2 separate regions of the Mus musculus genome follow, and region 2 is linked to region 1. The links are chromatin contacts, called in public HiChIP or PLAC-seq maps. All regions are on one chromosome and are shown on one strand. The core of a region is the stretch at or near the end of the contact, and the rest is flanking DNA. Distances in the headings are between cores, read along the strand shown. Region 1 has its middle 5.5 kb from the start of Gm24595. Region 2 holds the start of Maged1 (melanoma antigen, family D, 1).

Region 1 (7,015 bases), core at 1,208-3,707:
ACCCCAGAAGGCAGCAGAAGAATCCCTAGTGTACCCAAGAATGGATATTTTCCCTTATCTATTTCTGTCAGGTGGATTCCAAAGTTCTACCTACAGAGAAACCAGTGAATACACACCCTGATCTGAGTAGTAACGCACAGTCAAGCCCAGCTAAGGAGATGTCTTAGCTCTCAGACAGGAGTTCACACCCGTGTGAGACTGCAAGGGAAAATGGGACAAGCAGAGACAATGAGTAGCATCTATCATAGGAGACAGAGAAACCCTCAGAGAGCAGGACAGAGAGACAACAGGGAGGACACATGTGTCCCTCTCTACTACTAGTATAATAGATGCTCAAGCAGTGATGGGCTAGAGGCAGCCTCTAGAGCAATTAGAATGGAAAGTTGGACTTGGTGTCCCAGAGCCTGCCCAAGGGCTCCTATAGCTTGGAGTTTTTCCCATCCCTCTGCTCAACACCCCCTCCCTGCTTTTCTAGAGTGTAGGTAGGTCTTGCCCTAAGTAAATGTTCACTGTATTCTCTGATGATATCCTTCAACATGTCTGCGGGATGCAGGGGTGCTTGGCAAATGTACCTTATCTGAGTAGGGGCCTCAGAGACTCAGCCCTTTGGTCATTCCAACTGAAGGCAGTCATTCTGAATTCTGCTCAGAGACCAGATGACCTACCATAGCATAAACAGTAGGTACATAAGCAAAAGGGTGCTCACATAGGCACAGTCTGCCTGCCTGAACACTTGGTGGGTACCTTCTTGGAGTTCTTGATCATCAAGGATTTCACCAACTTACTTGCCTGGAGTAGGAAGAGGAACACCAGAGAAAATCAAGGCATGGGTAACCACAGAGTTAGAGCCCATGAGGGAGGAGAGAAAAGAAACAGGAGGGGGGGATTTTTTTACCCTCTTTTGCATTAGGGTCATATTGCCCAGGGATGGACGCAACACTTGCTTCCAGATATCTGGGACTCATGGGCACTGGGGGGCCTAGGAGTCTGAAGTGTCTGTCATTGGCGATTCCATCCAGGTGGAGGCGACCATAGCGGGATCTCTTTCCTCTTCACTGTTCTCATATCCTTCATCCAGGTGCTTGAACTACACCAGAAATGGCAGACACAGACAGGGCTTCCTGACACTCTCTATGCAAGAGTGCCTCATATACATCTTACCCATGTCGGCTCTTGGCAGCAAGAGAAGTACAAGAAGTGGCTGGTACATTCTTCAACCAGACCAGAGAATAGGAACTACGAGGAGTCACCAAAAGATGCTAAAGAATGTGTATGGTGGAAAAACATGGACATACAGGGAGGGGGTGGGGGAAGGGAGAGGGGAGAAGAGGGGAGAGGAGGGGAGGGGAATGGATAGGAAAGGAAGAAAGGAGAGAGAGGGGGGGAGAGAGAGGGAGGGAGAGAGAGGGAGAGGGAGAGGGAGGGAGAGGGAGAGGGAGAGGGAGAGGGAGAGGGAGAGGGAGAGGGAGAGGGAGAGGGAGAGGGAGAGGGAGAGGGAGAGGGAGAGGGAGAGGGAGAGAGAGAGAGAAAGGGTAGGAGTCAAGACACTGCAAATGACAGAGAGGTCTCAGCTCCTTGGTTCTCTTGCCTTTCATCCTGAGCCAGAGCTCAGCACTGTGTTGGGTAACAGTGGCTGCCTTCAGGCTCTAGGATGTTTGTGAGTACTCTGTCTTTGGCAGCAACTATGGCCACAACATTCTGGGGCTCTACCTGTCCTGTTTGAACCAGAGCCTCCCCAGTCTTGATGGTCTTGCCACTTCCCTGGCAGGGGATGTCTGGGACAGCGTAGAAACACCACTGAGGCTCTCTGGTGTGGCCTCTTGGGCCTTAGCATATCTCAGGGAGCACGAAAAGGCCATTCCACTGACACTTGGTGGCTTATGCCTTTAATCCCAGCACTCGGGAGGCAGAGGCAGGCGGATTTCTAAGTTCGAGGCCAGCCTGGTCTATACAGAGAAACCCTGTCTCAAAATAAAAAGAATATATATATATATATATATATATATATATATATATATATATATATATATATATATATATTCTGGTCCAGGAAGACTGTCTGAGGCTGGATAGCACCCACCTCTCTGGCTTCTGGAGCCTGAGAGAAATCATAGGCCCTACTTGGCCCCTTGATAGCAACCTCCTGGACTAGAGATGGTCTGGGATGATGAAGTTGTTCCTGGAATTCTAGGAGCAGCCATATTACTGTCCACTAACCCCTGGGAGATCTATGAAAAGACAAATGTTATCTTAGGGGTATCCCCACCCCGAGGAGGGGTGTGTGTCATAGGCTGATGACTCCTGGGGCCTACTGTGGAGTCATCAGATGGTTGGTAACCATCCAACTGAAGGACATAAAAGCAGCAGCTGCAGCAGCTCGTGCAGCTGGGCTAGAGGCAGAGGCTATATTGGCAGCATAGGCTTGGGTCTCCCCATCACAGGCCAGGGTTTCAGGATCCAGCTGGAGTGCCTCCATCAGTGTCTGGGCCAGCACAGGGTTTTCCTGTTCTCGGGGCTCATTCTGCAAGGCCAGAAGCCAGGAAAAGGGGAGGGGGGAGGGCCGGGCATCATGCTCTCTGGGAAACACAGTCTTTTTTTCCAGAAGCTAGTCTTGGACTCTAGGATGCTTGTGGCTTGTGCTAAGACAGCATCCTAGACCTTTCCCAGTAGGACCGGAAAACTTTGGGAAACCTATGCAAGCCTGTACCAATCTTGCCTTTCTTTCATCTGTGCCCCTCTAACATGGAAAAGGACCAGAATGATCAGGTGGGCAAGGATTGGGGCTCACTGAAAACATGTGAAGGCCTTTACCCAAGCTAACAAGGCTCTGAGAAGTTGGATGTCAAAGCTGTTAAAGGTGCCAAAGCCACCAAGAACACCAAATCCTTCATAGCTGTTGCTGCCTTCACTTTCTCCCTGACTTGGTCCCGAACTTCATCCTTGTCATCGGCATTGGAGTATTCTGGGTACACACTGGGGCTTGTCCTAGCCATACTGAGGGTTAGCCTAAAGATGAGAGGAGGAGGAAGGATGGGGTAAAAGCAGGATCTCTGCTGAGGTGAGGGAGGGTATAGGCGGGACAGGAGAGGTGGCTGTGTGTGAGGGGCTAGGCTGTCAGTGACAGAGACACGAAAGCAATCAGAGAAGACACATGATGAAAAGGAACTCTAGAGGGGCATTCTAGATGTCTAGACTTGATTAGTACTTGAGTTGGAGGAACCAGTCACAAGAGTCCCACATGGAATGCACCGAGAGAGGGCTGAGTTGAAGCTTGAATTTGAGAGACATGCTGGAAGACAACACAGAGATAGGGATACGATACAAAGACACACACAGAGGCACGTGCACACACAGTGGCTTAGTGTTCAGACAACGGGGGCAAAGGACAGCTTTGAAAAACACTGTCTCAAGGAGTCATTGCGGACAAAGCCAGGAGAGATGTGTGGAGCTGACAGAGGGGAGGGGTGGGAGGGAGGACTCAGCTGACTCCAGTCTTAACCAAGGTGGGACAGAAACACTAATCGGGTTTTGGACTGAGGATCCCTTAAAGGGAGCTTGTGTCCGAGATCTGGGACTTCAGGAAAGGGGCAAGCAGTCAGTTTCCCTGGAGTAATCGAAAAGAGATCGGGGCTACAGGTTGGCTACAGGGTTGGAAATGTGGACTCTGGTAGCAAAGGGCTTAGACATTATGCATGGATTTGATGCTCAGGTGGGAGAGCAGGCAGGAGATCCCATTTAGACTTATGTCTAATAGGGCTCTGCTTCAGAGTGATCTGACATTTTTTTTCTAATCCAGAGGATTTTGAGAGAGCACAGTGTGTCTGGACGTTCCCTTTCCTCTTCCCATGGAATGACAGACCGCCCACATCACAATATCTGTTCCAAAGGAGCAAGATTCATATTCCAGGAGACATAAGCTGAGGTTTTGCATCAAGGACTCAGACAAAGACCATCAGTCTCACCCCTGGCTAGTCCATGAGGTTCTATTCAGTGTGACACCGATACCTTCAGGGTCCAACTTGTGCTATCATTGGCAGGCCCTTCCCTATGGCTGACACCATTGGGATGTCCCCCATGAATTCCAAGCCCCTGCTGGACATGTCAAATGCAACCATGTGCTTGAGTATCTGCTATGGTAACCCACTGTAAAGAGGATATTATTGCCCTGTGCCCTGTTTTCCAAAACAGCAGGAGATTGAGGCAGCCATGACTGTGCAGGACCCTTCCAGGGCTCTGGCTCCTCCTCTTTTCCCTGATTTCCTTGGGAAAAGGACTAGAAACTAAGATGAAGTAAGCCCTTCCCTCCTCAGGTTGTTTATGTTCACAGTGTTTCTCACAGCAATAGAAAGAAGCCCTGACTAAGACCACTGACCCCCCAGAGGCCTCAATTCTTCACTCTGATCAACAGGAGACAAAGGGCTTCCACACAACTGCAGCTCTTAACACTCACTCATGCGCAAACACACACACACACACACACACACACACACACACACACACACACTCCAACACTCCATCCTGACCCAACAGTCCAAGATTCTGATTGGCCAGTGTTTCCTCAGCCCTCTGGATGGGCCAGGTCTGAGGCAGCAGTAGCTATGATGGCTGACTGCTCCTACACAGCTTCTTCCTCCAGCCTGGCCTGCTCCCTCTGACCCCTCCTCCATTGTAAATAGTAAAAACATTGTGGGATTCGAGGGGTTCTAGTGCTTGCTGAGTATGGAGCGCTGGTATTTGACCATACATACACAATTTATTGTCTGCCACATGCTTCCTTTATCTGCACGGCAGAGAGGGGCATAGTGATCTGTCTTCCCCATTCCATAGATGAGGAACCCGAGGCCCCAGGAGGGAAGCCACTTGGTCTGATGGCCCCCAGCCAGGAGGCAGCAGTATAAGGACTCAAACCTTGAGCCCTCTGAGGCCAGGATCCCTGCTCTGGACCTTACATCAGGATGCTGCTATGGCCATGGAGGGAGCCATAGAGCCCAGCAGGCAAAACCTCCCAGCCATCTCCATGTGCTGTCCTCACTCCTGTCGCCCTGTCTACCTAAGCACACATGCCTACTTCCTTTCATCCCACTGATGCTCTGTTCCTGTGTGCCTTTGAGACCCAAAGGAGGAAACCAAAGCAGAGGAGAGCATGACCTGCCAGAGATCACTGAGGCAGCTCTGCCAATGCCTTAGTGAGCAGGAGCACAGCCTCTTCTCCAGACAGAATGGATATCTTGCCTCAGGTTGCCATGGAGGCAGGGAGCCATTTACTGTTAGATTGTCAGTGTCTGTACTGCAGAGGTTTTTCCATAGACTATGGGTTGAATTTTCATTTAGGTAATGACAGAGAACATGTGAGACTTTCCATCTCAGGTCCAGCCTGGGTCCCTTGGTGAAGACCCTCTCTGAGGGGAGATGGGGAAGGCAAGGGGAAGGAGCACAAGATGCCTGGGTCCCTGCTGTGTGTGTCACATTACAGCTTTCCATGACAACAGGGCACTTTACCCATGTCTTGATTAAAGCTACTCCTGGTTCCTCCACCAATAAGGTTCAAAACAGCAAAAAGCAGCAATTTTCAGGGGACCCCTAACAGCATTGATTCTCATTAAATTCCCCAGTACTTTTCATGGTAGCTTCACCCACAGGAATCATGTGGTCCAGGCCATGTCTCAGTGTGATACACTGCAGATACTCTCTCTCTCTCCATCTCTCTCTCTCTCTCTCTCTCTCTCTCTCTCTCTCTCTCCCTCCCTGCTCTCCCCCCTCCCGATGTGTCCCCCTCCCTCCCTGCCTTTCCACTCTCCCTCTTCCTGTCTTTCCCATTCCATCTCCTCTACTCCCCCCCCTCCCTCCCTCCCTCCCTCCATCTATCCCTTTCTGCTCCCCTCCACTCCTCCTATCTGTTAGGCGCAGGGATCGATATATTTCTAGAAATTACTAATTCTTTTAACGGGAACACTTTGCTAAAATCTCTATTCCCAGAGGGCTTTATTTCAAGGACCAGCTCTGCTTTTCTCCCACAGCCCAGTGAATGCATCACACACTCAGCTTCAGTTCCCATGGCAACTGAGGCTCATGATCTAGGGACTAAATATGAGACAAAAGGAAGCAGAGAAGTGCTTGTGTTCTCTGCTCCTCTGCAGTACACAAGCCTCTATTACAGGGAGGAAATGGGACCTTGCCCAGTTCCACCTGCCCTCCCCTCGCTGCTTGGTGAGGCAGATGAGAAGGTACAGAGACCTGAGGTGAATGTCTACATCCGCATACTGCGTCAGGGTGGCTTGCAAACCTCACCCCTGCCTCCCCCTCAGCAACACCGGTTTATACCCCAAACTGTGACAGTCACATCTAGCCCTCTTGATGCTCTCAAATTGCTCCCCCATCTCCACACCCTCCAGCCTGTCATATTGTTGGCGTTTCCGGTCATTTTCATGACAAAAACCTGTATGACAGCCTAGTTTCATCATTTTGCCCTGGGAGTCACGCTGCAATCCTCACCAGCAGAGAGTCATGAGGGACATGTGAGGTGTCTCTCCTCTCCTCTGTGACCTGGTCTCGAGACCCTATGCCCAAGCAAGGAGATAATCCTGTAAGGCTTTCACTTCCTGCCAACTCTTATCCTGTTGGGCTTTAAAGAAATGGACCCAGGGTAGGTTACTGCTAGATTTCCCCCTGTAGAAAGCACCACATTGGATTCAGTGTCCTCAGTCCTTATCGTCCTCACCTCAGGAAACAACTTTGACCTTTCTCTTCATGCTCCCTTTCAGAGACTGGTCAACATATGCGATGCTTGACAGCATGGTTTTGTCACAGGGCATAGCACAGAGAAGCTGGGCCAGGTCCCTGGTTTCTCTTCCCTTCCCTCCCATCACTCCCAGTGTGACTGGACATCCATTTATGCAGTTACATTGTCTTTCCCTGGTAGGCAACTGCTGACCACTTTGTTCTCCTGGCCTGGACAATCTTGCCTCCCAAAGCCCAAGAGACTCATCTTCATCCTAGTTGAGCCAGCTACATTCAA
Region 2 (7,015 bases), core at 2,733-5,232, 82 kb after region 1:
TCCTTCAGCTGGATTCCAAATTTCTACAGAAGAAAACCGATCAATGACGGCAGTTAGGATAACCTACCAATAGGCAGGCAGTCACAGCCCTGTAAGCCCTGTCCTTGCCATCATTCTTGTTTCTCAGGTCTGACTCTTTACCTTCTCCAGGACAAAGCATGCGCGCTCAATGATTTCTGGATAGACATCAGTGTATTCTCGGATGATATCCCTCAGCATTTCTGTAGGAGAGAAGGGAAGCACCTGGAGTGAGCTGGACCGTCCAGTGCCAGCCCCTGTGCCAGCCCTGCTGAGGGTAGCCCAGTCAGGTTCTTCTCAAGTACAATCAGCAGCTATGGGAGGGAGGGGACAGAATAAGCAAAAGATGCCCCTATCAAGGACATCAAGGACAGAACGACCTACCTGAGCGCTTGATGGGCACCTTCGTGTAGTCTTTAAGCATCAGGTACTTGACCAACTTATTTGCCTGGGGAGAAGTAATTAAAATGATGTTTGTAGAAAACGTGGCCGCCGGTTATAAATGGAAGGACTGCAGTAAACTAAGTGGAGAGGCACAGCACTTACTCTTTCCTGAAGAAGGGCCACATCTCGGGGCTGTGGAGGACCCTGGTTCTGTGAGGCACGAGAGTTGGAGGAGGATCTCAGATTAGGTGAGGGTCGTAAGTTCTGCCAGTCAGGTGGAATTGGCCAGTCGGCGGGGATCCAGTCAGGTGGAAAAGGCCAGTCGGAGGGAAAGGACCAGTCAGGAGGCATTGACCAGTCAGGTGGTACCTGCCAATCTGGAGGGCCCTGCCAATCTTGAGGGCTCTGCCAACTAGGTGGAGCCTGCCAGCTGGGTGGGCTCTGCCATCCAGGTGTACTCTGCCAGGCCATTGGGTTTGGCCAGACAATTGGGCCAGGCCAGACAATGGGGTTTGGCCAGATCACTGGATTCTGCCAGATCACTGGGTTAGGCCAGATCACTGGATTCTGCCATGCAACTGGGTTCTGCCAAGCTGATGGTGTCTGCCTAGCTGGGGGACTCTGACGTGCTGCTGGTGGGGTCTGCCTGGCTGTCTGGTTTTGCCAGCCTGATGGGTTCTGCCAAGCCAGTGGTGTCTGCCACACCACATTAGGGGGTGCTCCAGGTGGGTTCTGCTGAGTGGTCACTGGAACCGGAGCAGACCTCCAGTTCCCTGAGGCCAGTGAGGCACGCCTTTGATCCCCACTGTTGTTCTCTTCCACATTCAAGTTATTAACCTGTATAATTAGAGAGAAGAAAATTTCAGGGTCACTATTAATCCTGGGTCCTCCCAGTTGCTATCTTAGGAAGTACCTAGGAATCTTCACCTACACCTCACTAGCCACTGGTCACTTTGATTCTCTTTGTCTTTCAGACAGGCGTTTCATCTCCAAACCAGACAAAGGAAAAAACAAACAAACAAACAGAAAGTGGGACCTAGATTTCTCCTTTTCCTGTGTGACTACGGACAGTGCTTGGTTTCACCCTGAACTCGTTTCTTCCTGACTCTGTTCTCTCTAGAGAGTGAGGTACATCTTCAAGATCTAATTGATTCTGTGTGAGCCTGCCTAGCTTAAGACATGGTGTTTAATGTCAAAATGTAAGATGGCCTACACACATATTGCCTGTGTCCTTGTATCAACTCATCATCAGCCTGTGGACAACCTGGGCTCAGGAATAATAGTTACCTTAGCACCCCCTACAACTGTGCCAAAATACAGATAAATCCATGCCCTTTATTGTGTTTGGAGCCAAGGAAATTGGAAGAAAGGAGAGAGCCCAAAGCAAAGGGAAGCTAGCTGGGATCTCACCTTGCGGGTCCTCTTGCCCCGAATTATAGTCCGGGACTCCACGTTCTGAGTCTGGGAGCCATCTGCTGATGTCTGGGCTGCTGCACCATCAGCTTCAGAGATACCTGCGCTGGTCCCTACGTCAGCCATTTTGGCCTGATTTACATTCTGGGTCTGGGCATCAGCTCCAGGGACCTTAGTAGTGTCATTCCAAGCCTTAGCTGTCTTAGGCTGGTTGTTGGTCATCTCATTGGCACTGGGAGACTGAGGGAAATTGTAGGTGGTACCGGGGCCAGCCTTAGTGCTATTCTGACCCTTAAAGGCCATTTCAGACTTTTTAGCTGATTTGCCTGTGGGTGCTGCCTGGGAAAAGTCAGAGGCAGCATGTGGACCTTTAGGGGTGCCATTCTGTGACTTAAAGGCCGCCTTAGACTGATTCTTGGGCATCTCCTTGGCATTACGTGCCTGAGAGTAATCATTTGGCCCCTTTGTGGTGGCATTCTGGGCCTTAAAGCCTGTCTTAGGCCTGGCAGCAGCTGCTGAAACCTCAGTATCAGCCTTCTCATTGGCAGTTGGGGGCTGTGAACTCTGGGGACTAGCATTTGGCCCACTGGCAGCTGCTGTGGCCTGGCTGGTGGGCGGAGCCTCGGAGATCTGGATGGCTTCCATCAAGGTCTGCACAAGCAAGGCGCTGTCTTCAACAGAGGCCTCAGCCTGCAAACACAGGAGGGGCAACATTTCAATCTCTGAGCCTTACATGGCAGACCAGAGGAGGGGGGGGGCGCGGCGCAACGCAGCAGGGGAGCTGTAGACAGGCGTCACAGTACTCAGACGTGGGGGCAGAGGCGGGTCAAAGGGAGGCGGGGCGCGAACAAAATTTAATTAAGGGTAGAGGGGGCAGGGCAAGGTGAGGGACAGTCTGTGGCAGCAGGGGCTGGTGCGGAATGTGGTGCAAGCTCTGAGCCCCAAATGGGTTTAGAGACGGACTGGTTAGGCTTGAGGTGGGGAGCTCAAGACCCGAGGAGGGAGGAATCAAGGAGGATAAGCCGAGAGGGTGGAGGGGGAGTCTCGCGGCGTGGAGAAAGGGAGGGTGGAGGCGAGAGGTTGGGGGATGGGGCGACAGACTGCTCTACACGCGTCAGGGTTATGGAAAAAAAATGGTTCCTTACCCAACCCGCATTCTCTGGGCAGAATGCCCTGACTAACAGGGTCTCCCCTTTCTCTAAGCAGGGACCGATGGCTGAAAAGGGCCGCCCCTCCCCCCCATTCGATAAACGCTAGAAATCTGAGAGCCCGCGGTGTCTAGGCCGGAAGAAGGGCAAAATCAGATCCTGCCATTCGCGCGACCTAAGGGGCCGGGGGTGGGCGTAAACTGTCAGCAGGGGAAAAATGGGGGAATTGGGAGCGGGGTCCTCACCTGGAAGCCGCGGAGGCCTGCACCGCCGTCCGGTTTCTGAGCCATAGCTCTCGTCTCCCTGGCAAGAGCAGAGCCTAAGGGGGGGGGTGTGGGAGAGAGGAGCTGGGCATTACACTACAGAAGGAAAAGACATAGGACCGAATTCTGTGTGCGTGTGTGCTTTGATTCTGGGGGCGGGTGAGGTGCCGAGTCCGGGGGGAGAACCAGGCCTAAGCGGAGCGGGAAAAGTAACCGGTCGTCCCGCTAGACCATCTCCAATCTCAGACGCGGCCAGGGAAAAGCTTCAGCGCTGCCGTTTTGGAGTCAGAGAGGAGCTGTGGATGCGGTAGTTTACGGGGGCGGGGAGGGAGGGCGGCGAGCGGGGAGACACGGGCGTCCGAAAAGTTGAATTAAGGTTCTGAATTCAGAGGAACCATCTAACGGGATCAAGGTCGGGAAATAGGATTCGGGGAGGGAACTGGAGAAAAGATTCAGGGGGACGGACGGAGTTTCAAATTAGAAAAGGGTCGGGAGCAGGGTCTGAATCCGGGAGCAGGCAGAGCAGGGGGCTTCCGAATCCAGGGTGAAGGGACTGGGAGAAAAGAATGGCGGAAGGACGCCGCGCCAGGGGGGCAGATGCCCCGTCTGGGGGCGAACCTCACCTTGCCTCAGGGCCGAACCCCAATCCCTTCGCTGTTTCCTTCTTCGCGACTCAAGAGGATCGGGAATGGCTCTGTCCGGCTCTCGGCACCCGCACTCTCTCCGCGTCCAGGAGAAAATGCCAGCGCGGCAGCTCGGGCGACCCCGCCTCTCCGCCTAATATACCACCCACCGCCTCTGGACGCGCCGCGCATGCGCAGCAGATCACTGTCCAAATAAGAGTCCCGCTTGCTTTCCCAACAAAAGCTTCATCCCAGAGCCATTGTTGCGCATGTGCACTTGGAGGAGAGCCCGCCTCCTTGCCAGCACACTATCCCACCGCCAACCAGGTTGACAGTGGACAAAGGTTCCTCCTCCCCTTCTCCTTACGCATCCACTCCTTCAACAGATGCGCAGCGCCTTTCGGTCCCACCCCCTGGCCCGACACACCAGCCCCCTACCTTTCTCCGCAATGCGTCTATGCTCAGTCCCGCCCTTTTTCCCGAACTCTCTCTAGCCAGGTCCGCAGCTCCCGCCCACCCCCGTGTGCAGAGCCCCGTAGGTAGGCCCCCCGCGGGGGTCTCTTATTTCGAAACATGCTAGGCCTCTGCTGAGTTCACCCACTCTACGACGCAGAAACCTTAAAGGCCAGAAAAAAAAAAAAAACCATTGCAGAGATACCGGAGCAAGGGTCGCCCGGGGGGGGGGGGGATCTATAGGTTTCCTCTCACTGGACTCAGAAAATGAGCTTTTTCTCTCGCCCTTTTGGCAGTTTTTGCCCATCGAAACCCTTTTTGAGGGCTGGGTTAGAGAGGTGAGGGAAAGGCGTTGGGCTGTGGGGTCTGCCCTGGGGCTTGTTTTTCTTGCAGGCTGTTTTAGGGAGATGGATGGAGTGCAACATTCTCATTTAACACACCAGGTAGCTAATGCAGAAGCCCGGGGCATTGAGCTGGTACCACACAGAAAGGCCAGAACCTGCCCCAGCACCGCTGCGCAGGCTGGTAATCCCAGCACTCTGGGGACTCAGGGAAAGCCCTGAGTTCCAGGCCAGCTGTGCAACTCTGAGACTTGATCTAAAAGACAAACAAAACCATCCATGAGGGGCCTGGATTTTCCTGAGTGTAAAATCTAGTCTGAGAACAGGGGCACTCCTTCAACCTCTATTGGAATAACAAGCTGTCCTCTCCCCAATATTTGTTCCATGGGAATAAGGCTTGTGTTCTAGGAGGCCTGGCATGTGTGGGGACCCTTTAGGTTCGTTCTGTGCTCCTCTTAGTAGGCAGTCTCCAGGAGCGAGACCGCAGGCTTTCTTGGTGACTGCTGGAGCGGCCAGAGCATTCAGGTGTGTCTGCCTTGTTCTTGCAGAATGAAGCTGGCCTTGGCTTTAGAATTCCGGGAGGAGTGTCTGCCCTATCTGTCCCTCGCTGTGTGAGTCCCCTGAGATATAGTCACTACACTTTAGTGGACTTCTCTGAGCCTGGTTTACTCACTACTATCCAAAACAGGAATCCCGCAAAGAGGGTCGTGCCCAAGGACACACAGCCAGCTGTGCTTCCAGGACAGCTGGGGAAACAAACGCAGAAAGATGGCATACAGATGCGAAATGACTCAATCCAAACCCATCCGTTTCCCAAGTCCCGGGCAGACCTTAGCGCGTTTCCCATTTATTGTGGCGTCAGCTCCTGTGAGGAGCCTGCATAGGAAAGAAGGCTAATGCTAGGAAGGACTGCAGCATTTTGTCCCCAAGGGCCAACATCAATTCTGCCAGGCTGGATGACTTCCCTCATCTGTTGCATAGCAACCTCCCCTGTCAGCTGCCTGTTTTTCCTCAGCACTTCCTCTGTAAAGTGTCTGCAGTGGGACGTGATCAGACTCAGGAAAGGAGGTCTGAGGTGCCATTTTATATTTTCTCTGCTTCCACGTCTGTATCTTCAGTCATGATCCAGCCTGTACCTTATGGACTTGCACCCTGCTGTCCCCTCCCTTCTCCAGGTGGATATCTCTTGATATTCTCAAAATTATTATTTCAAAATTTATTCATATATATATGAATATATATGTATGTATATATTCATATATATATGAATATATATGTATGTATATCCTCACCACTGTTTCCTTTAGTTTTGTTCTTTTTGTCACATGAGATTGGGAGTTTCTTTAGGGATATGGATATGGAAGTTTGCCCAATTTACTCGTTGTTGTACCTTCAGCACGAAGAACAATGCCTACCTAATACGTTTTATATTCTCAATAAAGATTGTTTGATAAATGAATGAATCACACAATCTACCCCATTGCTAAAGCTAGAAGCCTGAGAGGAAATTTTTTTTTTTGCCCGATAAATTCACGTATTATTTTTTTGTCATATACAGAGACATAATTCATTATGGCAACAGTTTATATTCATCATTGGGGATTGAAATATCTAAATGCTATCAAAGTTAAGTAATCAGTTTTGAATCCTCACCACCCTGAGCCAGTGGCTAAGGCTTTTCTGCTACCTTTCATATAGCATTTTTAAGCTCAGGCACAGAGCTTCTTACGTCAATAAGATAATAATGCACGTGGAAATATTTTAAATGGCACTCTTTTGCCTAATACTCCACATTCTTCTTTCAGGTCTCTCAGATGTGCATTGTTAGCATGATGTTTAAATCCCTGCTTGATCAAAGAGTCGTGTTTTTATCATTGGACAAGAACCAGGAGCATACGCATTTTTGCATGTTTTTATCTTATCAGAAAAATCTTTCTCTGCGTCATTCTTTTAAATGTTTAACGTTCTTTTTTGTGTCTGTTCATGTTGTAACAGGGATCCTGGTGTTAGCTGAGTTCATTTTGGGGGAAAAGGCAAAGGACTGAGTGAGCAGAAAAGACAAAAGGACTGGAATGCGGGGGGGGGGGGTGGGGGTGGGGGTGGGAAGCTTTCCAGAAGCTAAAAGGCTCTCAGGCTCTTTCCTTGGAGCTGGGAGGGGACACTGGGAGGTGAGAGTCTGAGGGGTGGGACATGAGTCTAGATGGGGTGGGACATGAGTCTAGATAGGCTGCTTTGTTGTTGTTTTAAATTAAAACCCCTGAGTCCTTCTATTTTTCTTAGTTCTTATCCAGATGTTTGTCCCTGAGCAGGCCTGTCTTTCTAACTTCCCCTCAAAGTGTATGTGGGTTTGTTTCTCTGTGTGTATGCTACAT

Evidence for each region. HiChIP or PLAC-seq counts read pairs in DNA pulled down with a chosen protein or histone mark.
Region 2: an H3K4me3 HiChIP or PLAC-seq map of neural progenitor cells shows a contact between it and region 1, with 7 times the contacts expected there. The contact joins the promoter of Maged1 here to the enhancer-like site in region 1. A contact is called at or near these places in 6 of 39 promoter capture datasets (the 3T3-L1 cell line, the HPC-7 cell line, embryonic stem cells and 2 more), 7 of 484 Hi-C or Micro-C datasets (cerebral cortex, cortical neurons, embryonic fibroblasts and 2 more), 19 of 115 datasets of contacts at active chromatin or transcription factors (the NIH/3T3 cell line, SST interneurons, VIP interneurons and 13 more) and 2 of 9 other capture datasets (adipose tissue and pancreatic islet).

Annotation. Positions count from the first base shown.
Region 1 is chrX:94,457,149-94,464,163 of GRCm38.p6, forward strand. No RefSeq gene overlaps it. Among named protein-coding and RNA genes, the nearest start is that of Gm24595, 5.5 kb to the left of the region's middle. Within about 2 kb of position 2,458, at least 14 of the 459 cell types and tissues checked have an H3K27ac peak or open chromatin away from gene starts, as enhancers often do. A contact at or near this core is called in neural progenitor cells, neural stem cells and oligodendrocyte precursor cells, where this site is marked.
Region 2 is chrX:94,538,043-94,545,057 of GRCm38.p6, forward strand. Maged1 (melanoma antigen, family D, 1) reads right to left here and starts at 3,983. Exons shown (of 13, transcript NM_019791.3): 1 at 3,850-3,983; 2 at 3,209-3,282; 3 at 1,813-2,505; 4 at 565-1,239; 5 at 403-466; 6 at 142-221; 7 at 1-23. The coding sequence starts at 3,253.